Regions from separate parts of the Mus musculus genome. Here region 2 is linked to region 1. The links are chromatin contacts, called in public HiCAR-type maps. All regions are on one chromosome and are shown on one strand. Each heading gives the region's core, a stretch centred on a gene start, on an enhancer-like site or on the middle of the called end of the contact. The rest is flanking DNA. Distances are from core to core; before and after follow the strand shown. Region 1 overlaps Magi2 (membrane associated guanylate kinase, WW and PDZ domain containing 2). Region 2 overlaps Magi2 (membrane associated guanylate kinase, WW and PDZ domain containing 2).

Region 1 (6,993 bases), core at 1,354-3,853:
TGGACATCCTTGCTAGAAACATTTAGAGGTTCCCAGAATTCCTACAGCGGCCACTCCCCTCTGAAGGTAGCAGGAGTGTCCCGCTACACCACCACCACCCCACCCCACCCCCCCGACCCACCCACTCCCCCCCCACCCCCCCACCCCCGTGTTTGAGCGATGACCTTCATGTTGGTTATCTGGTTTTGGCTTATGGCCTCATTCTGATGAGCAAAGACCTCCTCATTTCAGGACCATGGCTGATTGTCCTTTTTGTTAGAGCCTTTGTTTATAAAGCAATGATTCAGGTAGTTGATTTTTTTATTTTTTATTTATTTATTTTTTTGGTAACTAATTCCAAAAGCACACAACAAAAAAATTTCTACCCTACCTATCCTTCCACTCTTTCATAGAGGGGTTTGTATGTGTACCTATAGAAAGTATGCCGACTGTTTGGCACATATATAAAACATATGCTCTAATATGGACGGAATCACATCATGCATGTGTGTCTTACTTTAAAATGTCTTGGTTAGAAGGCTATATTTAACTGGTTAGACATGTATCATGTGGTGTCATTTATATACATATCATTTGTCAACTGCAGGTATATAGTTCATTATGTTCTCCAGACATGGTGTAGTTGCATAATGAGCACCATCCCTCTTAGAGCATCCTTCACCCCAAGCTCCCCGGATCTGCTTGTCACCCTCTCCTCTCCTACCGTCAGCCACAAAGAACAACTAATCTGCTTCTCTAAATAGTTCCACCTTTCAATAATATTTTTATGACTAACATCACATAGCGTTTTATTTAGCATAATGCTATTGAGAATCACCTAACAGATATACACGGATGAAAAGCTGGTTTCTCTTACTACCCTTTAGTACTCACAGGGCCTTTCATTAATCTACTCACTATGGGTAGTTATTTGAGTCGTTTTCATCTCTGGGCATTTATGAATAATATATTTATGAACTTTTGGCTTCAACTGTTTCTTGTGCCGATGTTCTCATTTTGGGGAGTAGATGCCCAGAAATGGTTATATTAAAAATATATTTAGGCTATTAATAAATTGTCTAAATGGCTTTCAAGCATGGCTAGTTTTTATATTCCCTTAGCACTGTCTGAGTCCCAGTTTCTGCCCAGGGTTTCTCCAGTCTTCTGGTTTAGTAGTCTTCAGCGCAGTCGCTTTATTGGTAGTGTACTTACTGAGACTTTTCCACGGGTTTAACTTTCATTTCTCTATTCTTTTCATGTTCTTATGTGCTTATCGGCATTCATAAACTCTTATGTGCCATCAAGTATTTTCCCAGTTCTATATTGAACTATTTATCACTTTTCCTTCCTTTTTTTTTTTTCTTTTACTGAGAATTGAGCCTGATGCTTGCTAGGTGAGTCTCTGTCACAGCTAACAGCTCTCTTTGTCATCCTAAGTTACAAAAGCTCATTGCATATACAAATCTGAGCTGTGTTTTTAAGACAGATGATTTACAAATGCTTCCCTCAGGTTCATGGCTTATCTATCCATCGTCTTCTTGGTGTCTTTGATGCAGAAGCACAGGAGGTCTAGAGTGGGTGAATTTAAGTGGACCAGGCTCATTTTAGCATGGGTCATTTCCTGTCACATCTTTGCTTAACCTAAAAATCACAAAGTTTTTCCCATGTTTTCTTCTAGGAATTCTAAAGCTTTAGCGCCTATACGTAGTGCCTATATATAAACCAATTTAAAGTTAATTCTTATGTAGAATTGTGGACTTAAATTCATTTTATTTTTTGCACAAATATAGACAATTGTTCTAGCACTGTTTGCTGGCGAAAACCACAAAACCTGTTCTTTGTTATTGACTGGCCTTGGCTTTTGTGATGTTTGTTTCCAAATCCTCTACTCAGTCCCCCCAGTCTGCACGCATATTCTTATGTTAATGTAAGACTTTCTAGATTACAGTAGCTTTGTGTTAAATCTTGAAATCGGTGTGAGTCCTCCAAATTCTCCTCCTGTACAAAATTGTTTTGGCTCTTCCTGGACCTTTCATTTGCATAGAAATAGAAACTTCTCCCAGACCCACCCTACCTCCCCTCTCTATTCCAACTTCATTCCCCCTCCAACTTTTAATAACCCTCAAGATCAAATTAGTGTCACCCATACATGCCTGGGTGTAGTGCCATCCACTTGAGCATGAGTGGCCTTAGGTGCCTTAAAGGAAAGTGGCTCTCCCTCTCAAGAAGCCATCCACTGTCAATAGCTCATCCGTTAGGATTGAAGGCTCCTGAGCCCCTAACCCTTTCATCCCAGAATGTTGACCGGCTTGGTTTTGTGCACTTCTCATGTAGGCAATCACAGGTGCTCTGAGTTCATGAGAGCAATTGTCCTGTCCAGAAGACACTATTTTGCTTGGATCCTCTCCAACCTCTGGTTCTTAAAATCTTTCCATCCCTCCTTTTGAAATGTTCCCTGGCCTTGAGGCTCAGGAAGTGTGATGTAGATGTTCCATCTGTGACTTGGTACTCTGTTAATTCCAAAAATGGGCAGAGAAAGATCACTCTAGGCCCACATCCACCCTGCCATTGGGCATGGCCTCTTGGGGAGGTGGACTGTGCTTGCTGTACTAACACCACACTGCCACCAGGGGGTGCAGGGCTGTGGGGAAGTGCTTAGGCATGGCTCCAGGGTGGGAAAGCCAGAGCTGTCTGGGGTGAGGTGGCTGGGTGGTGGAGTTCTCAGGCCCTTGGCCATCCAGGCACCACTGGGAGTCACAGAAGAGCAGAGAACATAGTTAGGGGCCCTGCAGAAAAAGGCCTCTGCAGGAGACTAGGCTGCCACTCTGTAGCTGAAGGCCTTCTTCATGGCTCCCCACAGAGGATCTTGATGAAAAGAGTCAGATGTGCAAAACCATATCCCACTTCTCAGGGTAAGATTAAATACCTTTTGCAGAGAGGAATGTCTAGAAAGGGAAGCTTATTGGCTAAGCCCTCCAGTCCTCTAGGTACCTCATTAGCATGGAGAACTCTGTTTTGGGCCTATGTGACCATGGGGCATGTTTGTTTTATGTGAGGAACATGGCACTCCAAGTCAGGAGTCTGGCAGAGAGCTGGGAGTCACCTAAGCCTCAGGTTTGTGACCACCGAGTCTCCGAGTCTCAACCTGCTCTACCTTACCAAGCTCCCCGGCATGGTTTTATATCCCACAGACCTCTGTATAGCCAAGTCTATAGAGAGAAAAACCTATCTCAAAAACAAAACAAAACAAAACAAAACAAAACAAAAAAACACAATGTAAACATAACAGGCAGTCATAACAAGATAGTCAGTCATACATGGTCACATAACCTTTAGAACCAAAGATAGGATTGCAAGGTTGTTATAAACAACTTTTAAAACAAAGACATGATTGCCAGGCAATACAGAACCATTCGGTGGTTATGGTTACAGGTGAGGCACAGCCCAATCCTTGAGAAACAGATTTAATCATAAGTAGGAATGAACCTAATTTGTTGTTACTATAAAACGGCCGCTTAAGCCTAAGATGGAGGCAGGCTGCTTCTTCAACTCCTGCTTCCTAAGGCTTTGTACTTCCTCTGTTTAATAAAAGACCTGCTGAGATCATGGTACTACAGAACAGCTTTCCAACTGAAAACTGAACTTCTAAACCCCAACTCTGACATATCTCCATACTTGCTTAAGTCTCCTCCAGGTTCTCTCAGCAAGGTCATGGTCTTCTATGTACAGACCATGGACTTCTTTTGTTGAGGGTCTCCCTACTCTATTTTATTATTTTAGATTTATTTTATGTTGTGAGTGTTTTGCTCTCATGTATGTCTTCTGTGCCTCATGCTCATTCTTGATACCTAGGGAGTAAGAAGAGGGCATCAGATGCCCTAGAACTAGAGACATGCACAGTTGTGATCTGCCATGCTGGTGCTGGGAATCGAACCAAGATCTTCTTCAAAAGCAGCCAGTACTCTTAATAACTGTTTTCTTAATGTCATTTTCAAATTATTTATGGCCAATATATGTAAGCATATCTGATTTTTCATCATTCTGTAATGTGGTCTATATAATTATATTGTCTAGCAAGTTGTTCTTCTTTCCTTTTTCTACATTTGTATGGCCCTGGTATCTTTTCCTTGACTTACACTTTTATTTTCATTCCCATGCTGTGAGAAAACACTCTGATCAAGAGCAGCTTAGGGAACGAAATGGTTTATTTCAGCTCACAGTTCTACATCACATTCTATCACTGAGAGAAGTAAGGCAGGAACTTAAAGGCATGCCTGTCTCCTATTCCCTCATAGCATTACTTTCCACCAAGGGAAACTTCACAGCCAAAGAAGTATAGCAGGAATCATCAGAAGTAATGCTTGCCAGCTGAATGGCAGGCCAACTTATACCAGCTCCCTAAGTGTAAGTTGATACTACCCACAGTTGGCTGGGCCCTCCCCCATCAGTTAGTTAACAAAGTAACCCCCTAACCCCAGGCATGTCTAGGGCTCTTCTGCCCTATGACTCTAGACAACTTAAAGTTTTTGGTTAAAGCTAACTAGCTACCTTTTCAAGTGTGATGTTAAACAGATGTCTTATCAGCAGATGTCCCTTTTTGTTGCTGTTACTGGGTTTAGGGGGAAGCATCAGTCTTGTACTCTTTAGTATGATATTAGGTAGAGGGATTTTAGACGCCCCTTATCAAGTTGAGAAGTCCCATCTGTTGTTAGTTTGATATGGGTTCAGCCTTCTCGCATACTTGTCCTGAAAGACCCACAATGTGAGGACTCCCCCACGTTCTGACTCAGGAGAGGCGACACCCCAAATCACTCACAAGAAACAGTCTTGCTGCAAACTGCAAGAGGATTTTTTTATTCAAGAGCACTCTGGGGCCCACAGTCATACACCACGCAGGGGTAGAGGACCGTGGTGCCCCAAGTAGCTAGGTAAGGGGGTATTTAAAGGAAGAAACCACAACTCAAGGAAGTGGGGAGGGCGTTGTTGGAAAATACCAGATACCAGTTAAGAGTCCCAAGGAAGTGCAAAGTCACAAGTGTCACAAGGAATACCTGGTAATTGTGCAGGTTATCTCTCAAGACAGTTTCTAAGAGCCTCTAACAATAGCATATTTGCATAGCGGCGGCAATGGTCAGGGTGACTTTCTTTGAATGAACACTCTTTGAACCCAGGAAGCAGGTGGGTGGAGGAATGTCGCTATCAGTTTTATGATTAGCATACCTTGGAGCATTAAGTCACAGAGGTCACATTCCCAAGCCTGGGCCTAAAGGCCTAGAATTTTGTTTTTACGTTATACTTTCAGTCCTGCACATAGTGAAATGAGTGTATGGTTCTCAGCCTTTAGTCTGTAAATACAGTAAGTTGGTATAATATGACGTAGATGTCTAATTTTGTATTCCTGGCACTACAACACTTGACCATGGTCTGTTGTTCTTTAAACACTGCTGGTTGCTCGCTTGTACTTTTGTTGGGGATGGATGGTGCATGCTTTGCCTTTCCTTGTGATTTCCTTTGTCTTTGTTAGAATAATAACTTATAAAATGAGCTGGAAAGTGTCCCACTCAATCTCTTCTCAAAAAGAGTTTGTCTATGTTTTCTTTCTTAAGCATTGATAAAACAACTTTTTTTTTTCCCACGTAGATCCGCTCAAATTTCCTATTTCTTTACAAACTAGTCAGATAATCTTTATATCTTTTTGGCATTTTACCATTCATGGAAGTATTTGAATTTGTCAGTATTTGGAAACCACTGTTACAGAATGCTTAAGAATCACTTTTGGGTAGATTGATTCTGTTTTCCTGTGGGTTTTGCTTGAGTATCTTTGCCGGTGGGTCTTGCCATCTCATTTCCCAACCTTGTGTTGATTTACTTTCCCGTATATCTTGGTGAGGTATGTCCTCAGACCACGGACTCTATTTTTCTCTTTATAATAAGAGCATCCCGGCTATAAATTGACTCTGAGCATTTCTTTAGCCGAGCTCCATAAATTTTGAAATACCACATTTTCCATTCTCATTCTGCTCAAGATGGTTTATTTTTCCTTGCAATTTTTATTAGAATTGTTCTTTTTTTTTTTTTCAAGCATCCCTGAATGTTTTCATCATTGATTTCTCATGATTTTCTTTGGGATAAGATTTTTATATAGTTTCAGCCCTGTCTTTTACATTCTATTCCCTAGACTTTGGAAACATACGTTCATGCCACACAAATAATTATTTGAGCAATTTTGATGTTCTTTTGCTTTGTTTACACATACACACACACACACACACACACACACACACACACACACACACACAGAGTTGATGTTTGTAACCAAGGCTGGCCCTAAATACTCTTTATGCCTTTCTTAGCTTCTCAAGTACTAAGATTATAGGTCTGTGTCACCATGATAAACAACTTCTTTTTTCTTGTTTACATACATCTGATTTATTTTTACAGTTAGTAAAATAGATCGTTACTTCTTTAAAAACAAAGTTTAAATTATGGAAAAAACTGTTTTATTCATGAGTTTAATGGAAAGTCACATTTTACACTATTATACAAAATACTAGCTTTTCCTTTCAGAGTAGTATTTTTACTACTTTAAGGAGATGCACTCAATTCCTATTTCATTAAAGTCTTTTTAGGGGCTGGAGAGATGGCTCATTGGTTAAGAGCAATGACTGCTCATTCAGAGGGCCTGGGTTCGATTCCCAGCAACCACATGGCAGCTCATAACTGTCTGTAGCTCCAAGATCTGACACTCATACAGACACATATGCAAGCAAAAATACCAATGCATATAAAATAAAAAATAAACAGAATTTTTTTGTAGAAATTGTTGAGAACCAGCTAGCCGGCAGAGCAGGCAGAGGTGTTTGCCACCAAGCCTGGTGACCTGAGGTCACTAGCATCCAACTGTCTCTTTAGCCAGGGAAAAAAACTACATTCTGTTAGAATATGCTTATCATATACCCCTAAGGTCTACTTGTTTGCATATAAATTTGCATCCATATTACCATATGACAATTA
Region 2 (6,993 bases), core at 2,156-4,655, 210 kb after region 1:
TCTGACGGCCTCACCCAAAAAGCCAAGATTGCAAGTCTCTCCTCTGTCTAATCGCGCTATTGACTGCTCATCAGGCAGCTGAAGTTTGAAACAGGAATGTTTAGAAAGTGCCATGCCTAGTCTTCAGGACCGCCTTGGCCAAACTAAGGGGATTCATTCATATTCAACCTGTTTAGGGGACATTTCCTTCCTTCCTTCCTTCGTTCCTTCCTTCCTTCCTTCCTTCCTTCCTTCATTCCTTCGTTCCTTCCTTCCTTCCTTCCTTTTTTCCTTCCTTCCTTCCTTCCTTTCTTCCTTCCTTCCTTCCTTCCTTTCTTCCTTCCTTTTTTCCTTCCTTCCTTCCTTCCTTCCTTCCTTCCTTCTTTTAACATTGGTTTCATTTGAAGAATCTTTGATGTGGAAAACAGAGACTACCTAAATGAATTAGAATACTAGTTTAAAACATTGGTCTACAATAAGACAACTTGAATAGGACATCATCCTTAAGGCTTGGATAGGTTCAGCTAAGGGTAAAAACCATTCAAGGGCAAAATCAAGTATGAGAATGTGTTGTGCAAACAGAGTTGTGACACAGAAATAAATAATTGATACAAGTATGGGTTGGGAAGATGTCTTTAGATTAAAAAAAGAGAAAATTTGGACATCTTTACCTGGTGAATTCCTCTCTTGTGAAAGATTTATTGATCCCTTTGCATAAATATACAGCTTTCATTATCAGCCCCAAAGTAGGAGACGGTATTTGGAAAGAGAAACAGTGGCATATTTCATAGGACCACCCAATTGTAGTGTGAGCATCTCACTGCCAAGAGCACACACGTGTGGAAAATTACAGATATCAATCCTGAAAAGCACCAGTGTTTAGTGAGATCCTGAGCACTTGGAGGTCTCATTTTCCTCTTCTGAACCAAATAAGAAAACATTGAGACGTCCCTGTAATGCTTGGAAAGAAGCAAAGCATTGGTAGTTTTGCTCCTCCAGGTATATTCTTAGAGGGTGCCATCGGGTACAGCCTGGCAAGCTGCACCTGGTGGGTTTTCTTTATCAAGTTCTAATAGATGTCCCTCCCCCTCCCCAGGCCCCGCCCTCACCCCCCCACATCCACAACTAGGGTGGAGAAATGGTGTTATAAAGCCTGTTAGGTGCTGTCCCACAACCACTGCAACATCATGGAACTGCAATTCTCTCTGCAACCGTTGATCACAGGAAAGAACAGGTTACAGGTGCAAGTATGGCAGTCCTCAGCAGAGATTTGTGGTGGTCGAGCATTTCATAGAGGGATTCAGGCAGGAATAGCCTGTACAGAGTTAGGTAGGGGTGCTAAGTAAAAACCAGAAGCAGAAAGCTTCAACTGCAGGCCTCAGCTCTTCCTGCTCTGAGTCGGAAATGAACTTAATCTGCCCTCTGTCTCCAGTTGCCAATGGCCCCTCCCATCGAGAAGCCCTGCGTTGGCCAAGCTAGTAAAACAGACGCGATTGTGTAGCCGCTTCCCCTTTACCTCATGGATCTCCTTTAGTCCTTCAAATACAGGCAGGTCATCACTAGTCTGGAGGCCAAATCTCGAAGCTGTTGATTTTTCTCTTGTTGGGTTTTTTTTTTTCTTCTTTTTTTTATTCCCTGGTGTTTCCTGTATTTACTAGAAATTCCCCTGGAATAATTTAAGGCCAGGAAGAGATTTACTTTCAGGCTCATCCTCTAATGGATGGAGACCAAGAAGAACCCTTGCTTTACACCAGACACTGTAAAGTCTAGTGCGCCTGGCCGTGAGAACTCAAGCCCTGTATTAGTGAGGGGGAACTAGAAGACACTAACATTGTGTCTTTCCAGGTAGTGAGAAATGCTAGCACACCCCTACATGGGGGGGGGGGGGGTGCTGGGGGGGTAGAGAGGTCAGCAGAAACAAGATCTTACCAGTACCTGATAAAGAAAGACCAGAGAACCTATCCTGGACTTTCCCTGTGATTGGCAGCAGAGGAGGAAGTGGAGGAGCCAAGATGGCAGAAGTAAAGGACAGATGACAAAGTCATCATCAGAAAATCCAAGCAAGCTCAGTAGCCTTCAACAGGCAGCCTGCTGCCAAGACTCCAACTGAGAGGTGCTCTGTTCATTTCCTGCCCCAGGCAGTGCCCTGCCTTAGCTTCTCAAGGCTTTGAAACCAGACACTTAGAGCCAGGGAAGCAGATCCCACTGCCCCTCATTTCAGTAGCCCTTCTGGATGAATGTTATTTGTGGGACAATCTAATCATCCTGACTGATTTTGTCCCCTCTTATTCAGACCAGACACACAGAACACAGAGGGCAGCCTGAGGCTATTTGTAAGGAATGGCCATTCTCTGACCAGTCTGTCAAACTTCTCCCTGGTAGTATGACTTTAGTCTATATATGACACAGATCTACAAGCAGCCACAAATACTTATCTGGCAATACGGGTTCTTCAAACTAAGTCACATTGCTCATTAATATATTTATTGTTATAAACCAACATGCAGTATGTGACTTTTAAATTATTCAGCCCATATATGTTTTCATTAAGGATGAGCATTTTAATATCAAATTTATGATATCATCTAAGACCTAGCATGGCTTAATTCTATTAATAAAAACTAATTTAGAAGTCATTATCCTTTTTAATTACAGATTTTGATTTAGATCGTTCCTGCTCTCCAAATCAGAAAGCTGCTGCCACCATTATTCCGTTGGTCAAAAGCTAACATTGTTCTTTCTTATTAGCACTTTCATAAATTACCTGGTGGGGAAGGTTGATTAAAAATAACCTCCACAGAGCTCCCAGTGTGACCCCATGATTTGGCCATAGTTAATCCTGTCAGAAATCAGTGCTGATATTTAGCTTCAAATGGAGCTGTTGGCTAATTCTGCCCTCCTGATTACAACGTTTGGATAGTACATATGGAAGACACCTCAAAGTTGAGAGGCAAGCAACCTCCCCTGTCATGTCCCAGGAGACCTCTGCTCATCCCTTGTCCCTGACACTCACTGGGCACATGACTGTCTCTGGTTCTTTCTGGAGCTGCCCTGCTTTGGCATTATATTCCTAGCTACTCCATGGCTCAACTATGTGTTCATTTTTCAGTTTCCATAGCTACAAGACTGCCAGGTCTGGAGCACCAGACACCATCTGGTTCTTGGTTCCTGTCGTAGGAGGATAGGACAGTTCAGGTATCATGAGGCAAATGTATTAGAGCTGAGTATACGGCAGGATGGAAGAGGGGTGTGGGCTCTCCCACCTAGATTGTTGATGGCATGGAATAAGGCTTCAGAGTCCCCTAAATACCCTCCAGGGAAGTCAGCTGCAGTTCACCAACAAACGAGCAGAACACTCACTGACCTTGGTAGCTAATAAGCATGTTGCCATGGTCACTAAAGACCTTCAATTACAGGAAAAGCCAGCACGTCTCACAGTGAAGCCACGTCAGTTATAAACAAACTGCACTTCATCCAGCTCTGGTTCCAGTTACAGACACTGTTGAGCCCAATGGAAAGGAACAAACAGACAAACAGCAGCTGGAAACAAAGGGACTGCAGCCGCCTGAGAGGACCGTGGGGGGCCTTCCCTCAGTTTGAGGTGTAAAGAAGAGCAGGAAGCAGTTTCAGAACAGCACTGAGATCACTCTCACAGGCTCGCCTCTTTCCAAGAGACCTGTGTGTTCTGTGCCTTAAGAGTCAAGGAAATGATAAAGAAGGAAGGCCAGGATCCTGAGGCCTTCACTCACTTTCATTTTTGTATCCACCTAATCTTGGCAATTTAGAAATGAAGGCACTTTGGTTTGCTTCCTTGCTCTTGTTAAGAAAACCGCACCTTGTAAATGAAATTGAAGTTCAGCTGCAATCTTCAGATCTCGGATGGAGGCAGAGGCCATCCCACATATGTGCATAGCCATAAAATTGTTGACAGGAACACAAAAGGCTCAGGAGAATACCATCATTATTCAGATGCATTAACACAAAAATGTATTTCTAAGAAGCATTCATCTATCTTTATACCATTCCACGTGCAGGTCTGTTAGAGTCACCATAGTCATTTCTTTAAGTGTGCTCTTTCCCTAGAATGTGAACTCTACAAGGTCAAAACTCTACAAGGTCAAAACGGAAGACAAGGTTCGGAATGCATGTGCTGCTCCTGCTCCCAGGGGCAGCCCATTGTTCTGCCTCATGGATGAGAATAACTTCCTCACTGTTTGAATAAAGGGTGAAGCAGAAACAAAGGTGGGGCAGGGGCAGGGAGCTCTCTTACACACCTCCAATTTAGTCATCCTTCCAGTATGAAGTGCCTGACTCTTTTCCAATCATGTTTGGCCTTAATTCCCTCTTGTATCAAAACATGACACTTAGGTCCTTAGTATGGTCACCTTGACATTGACATTGATTCAGTCATTATTTTAGTGGGCGTCCTATTTGTCACCAGCTTCACACACACATATACACATACACACACATGCATACACATACACACAGACTTACATACACACACATACATACTCACATATACACTCACATACACACAACACATATTTACATACACATACATTCTCACATACACACACACATATTACACACACAGCAGTAGCATTCTACCTTATCTAGTTCATTGACACTGGTGTTCTTCTAATAGACACTCCAAATCAAAATATTTGTCAAGGGAGATAATTAATTATCTCTCATTCTATTCCCACACCAATCAGTCTTCCATAATGCTATTATAAAAACAAGACAAAAATAAAAACTATATTATAGTTCTACATTAAGATTAAACATGATGGGACTGGAGAGATGGCTCAGCAGTTAGGATGCATGTAACTCCAGTTCCCCTGGTCTCCTCTGGTACTGATACTCAGGTGTGCATACCCACAGAAAATACACATAATTTAAAAATAATAAATCTTTAATTTACAAAAAAAATTATTAACTATGGCTCTTGGCCAAGGAGATGGTTCCTGGGTAAAGGCTGCTAAGCCTGACAGCCTAAGCTCCAAACCCAGGATAACATGGTGGAAAGGGGGAACTGACTCCCACAGTTACCCTCCGGCCTCTGCACACACTCCTCCCCAGATCTGCAGGCACATGCGCATAGACTCACACACTCCCCTGTACACATATACTACTAAAAGCAGCAATAGTCCACTCAGGAATAACTGATAACACACATGTAAAGAGAGAGACGGCCTTAGAGGTTTAGGTCCTGAAAAGGAAACATTAATAGAGCTGTAAATCTGGGGGAGGAAAATCACACCATTTTCATGAAAGTTTCCTATAAAATGATAGAATAGAGATTCCTCATAATCTGAGGTACATTAGAGCAAAAATCATACCCTCTCCCATTTACCTTCAATCAAGCTATGCTGGCAAGATGAAAGAACTCAAGTAAAGGGCTTGAACTTGAAGTGCTAAGAAAGATTTACACATGAATAACCGGCCTGGTACAGTCACTGAGTGCGCCTGATCTCTTAATCTGTTTCCAGTTAAGAGTATAGGGGAAACTTTGGGGCTGGTGAGATGGCTTGGGAGTTAAGAGCACCAACTGCTCTTCCGGAGGTCATAAGTTCAAGTCCCAGCAACCACATGGTGGCTCACAACCATCTGTAATGAGAAACAAAACAAAACAAAAAGCTTAAGCTTTTTGGGCTTAAGCAAGAGGGGTCAGAGTGAGTGGAGCTGGAGCAAGAGGGAGAAAAGAGTTTAGGGGAAAGAAATAAGCTTAATAAAACTAGTAACTATATCTATGTACATCCTCTTAACTTTTGGGGGCTCGAACCTACCCCTCCTAATGTATTTATAACTATTGCCTCTTTGGTACATTGTGGCATTTCCTGTGTCCCAGGGAAAGATGTTGCCAAGAATAAAAGTGGGTTGTTCTTTTCCTCATCCTGAGCCAATCACAGTGGGGAATGTTGACTGTGAAGACTGGCCCATGCAGCCATTACAAATCCCTTTGACTTGCTTGACTCATTCAAGCTTAAATGCTAAAAAGGAGAAAGGTAACAACAGCCAGCCTCTGAGACACCCTGTATCCAGCTTCGTCAGTGGTTTCAGGTGGATATAAACAGAGATTGTGGTCAGGGGGTCAGGAGGCCAGCTGTATTCCTAAAACTTGCATCAGATCCTACTGAAGCCCAATAACGCCAGCACACAGTTTCAGAGAGCTCACCACACTGTGCAGACATCTCCCAGCCCAAATTCCACACTGAACATCAGGGCCATTGAGCACACTGGGAGATAGTCCATAGCCTTCTATAGCATTTTCAGTTTTGAAAACACATCCCCAAATAATAGACTTGAAGGTGAGCCTTTTCTCAGGAAGCGATAAAAATAAGAAAAAGTCCTTGCTCTATAATGTATAAAGCCTTTCTCTGAGTGTTTCCTATAAGTCAGTTTTATAAAGAAGGTAGTGGAAGAGGATAACAGTTAACAGTTAAGAAATGAAGGCCTGGAAAGATGGAACAGTTCCCCCAAAGGTCTCACAGGTAGTAAACTATAGACGATGTACTTAAGCCCAGCTTCCCCTCAGAGGATGCTCTTCTTTCCACCTCATTGTGCCCTGCTGGCCTGATTCAAAAGCTTTCCTCTGCCTGCTTCAGGGGATGCTGGTGTCCCAGCATGGCCTCTGCGTTGAGGTGTGACTGGTGCCCTGGGTCTCAGATTCTGGCACTTGTGTCAGACAGCTCCATTGTGCGTAAGCATATATTCTTAGTTTTCATAGTTAGCATCTGCACATAGCTGATCCGATGTAGGATACTTCTATGAGATTTAGTCCGGTCTGAGGACTTTAGAGGGCCTCTAGGGAACTGGTGGTTTTTTGGACAACCACCAGTAACCACTGCTTTTACTTAACTGTTCGGCGAGCCAGGTGCTCCACAGGGTGTCTTAACTTCTTCAGCTCATTCAGATTTCACAAAGACTCAAAAGAGGCAGGGACTATCAGCCTTTTACATTGCTAAGAAAAGAGAGGCATAGGAGTTTTTGGTGATCTGCCGCATTGGG

The links. HiCAR-type assays count read pairs that join an accessible place to other places.
Region 2: a contact with region 1 is called in a HiCAR-type map of embryonic stem cells, with 6 times the contacts expected there. The contact joins two enhancer-like sites. A contact is called at or near these places in 1 of 15 datasets of contacts at CTCF or cohesin (large pre-B cells), 1 of 484 Hi-C or Micro-C datasets (embryonic stem cells), 3 of 115 datasets of contacts at active chromatin or transcription factors (all in embryonic stem cells) and 1 of 9 other capture datasets (embryonic stem cells).

What each region holds. Positions count from the first base shown.
Region 1 is chr5:20,468,023-20,475,015 of GRCm38.p6, forward strand. The region is part of intron 10 of Magi2 (membrane associated guanylate kinase, WW and PDZ domain containing 2); the gene reads left to right. Among named protein-coding and RNA genes, the nearest start is that of Gm52764, 71 kb to the right of the region's middle. Within about 2 kb of position 2,604, at least 4 of the 459 cell types and tissues checked have an H3K27ac peak or open chromatin away from gene starts, as enhancers often do. A contact at or near this core is called in embryonic stem cells, where this site is marked.
Region 2 is chr5:20,673,281-20,680,273 of GRCm38.p6, forward strand. The region is part of intron 22 of Magi2 (membrane associated guanylate kinase, WW and PDZ domain containing 2); the gene reads left to right. Among named protein-coding and RNA genes, the nearest start is that of Gm52763, 4.8 kb to the right of the region's middle. Within about 2 kb of position 3,406, at least 76 of the 459 cell types and tissues checked have an H3K27ac peak or open chromatin away from gene starts, as enhancers often do. A contact at or near this core is called in embryonic stem cells, where this site is marked.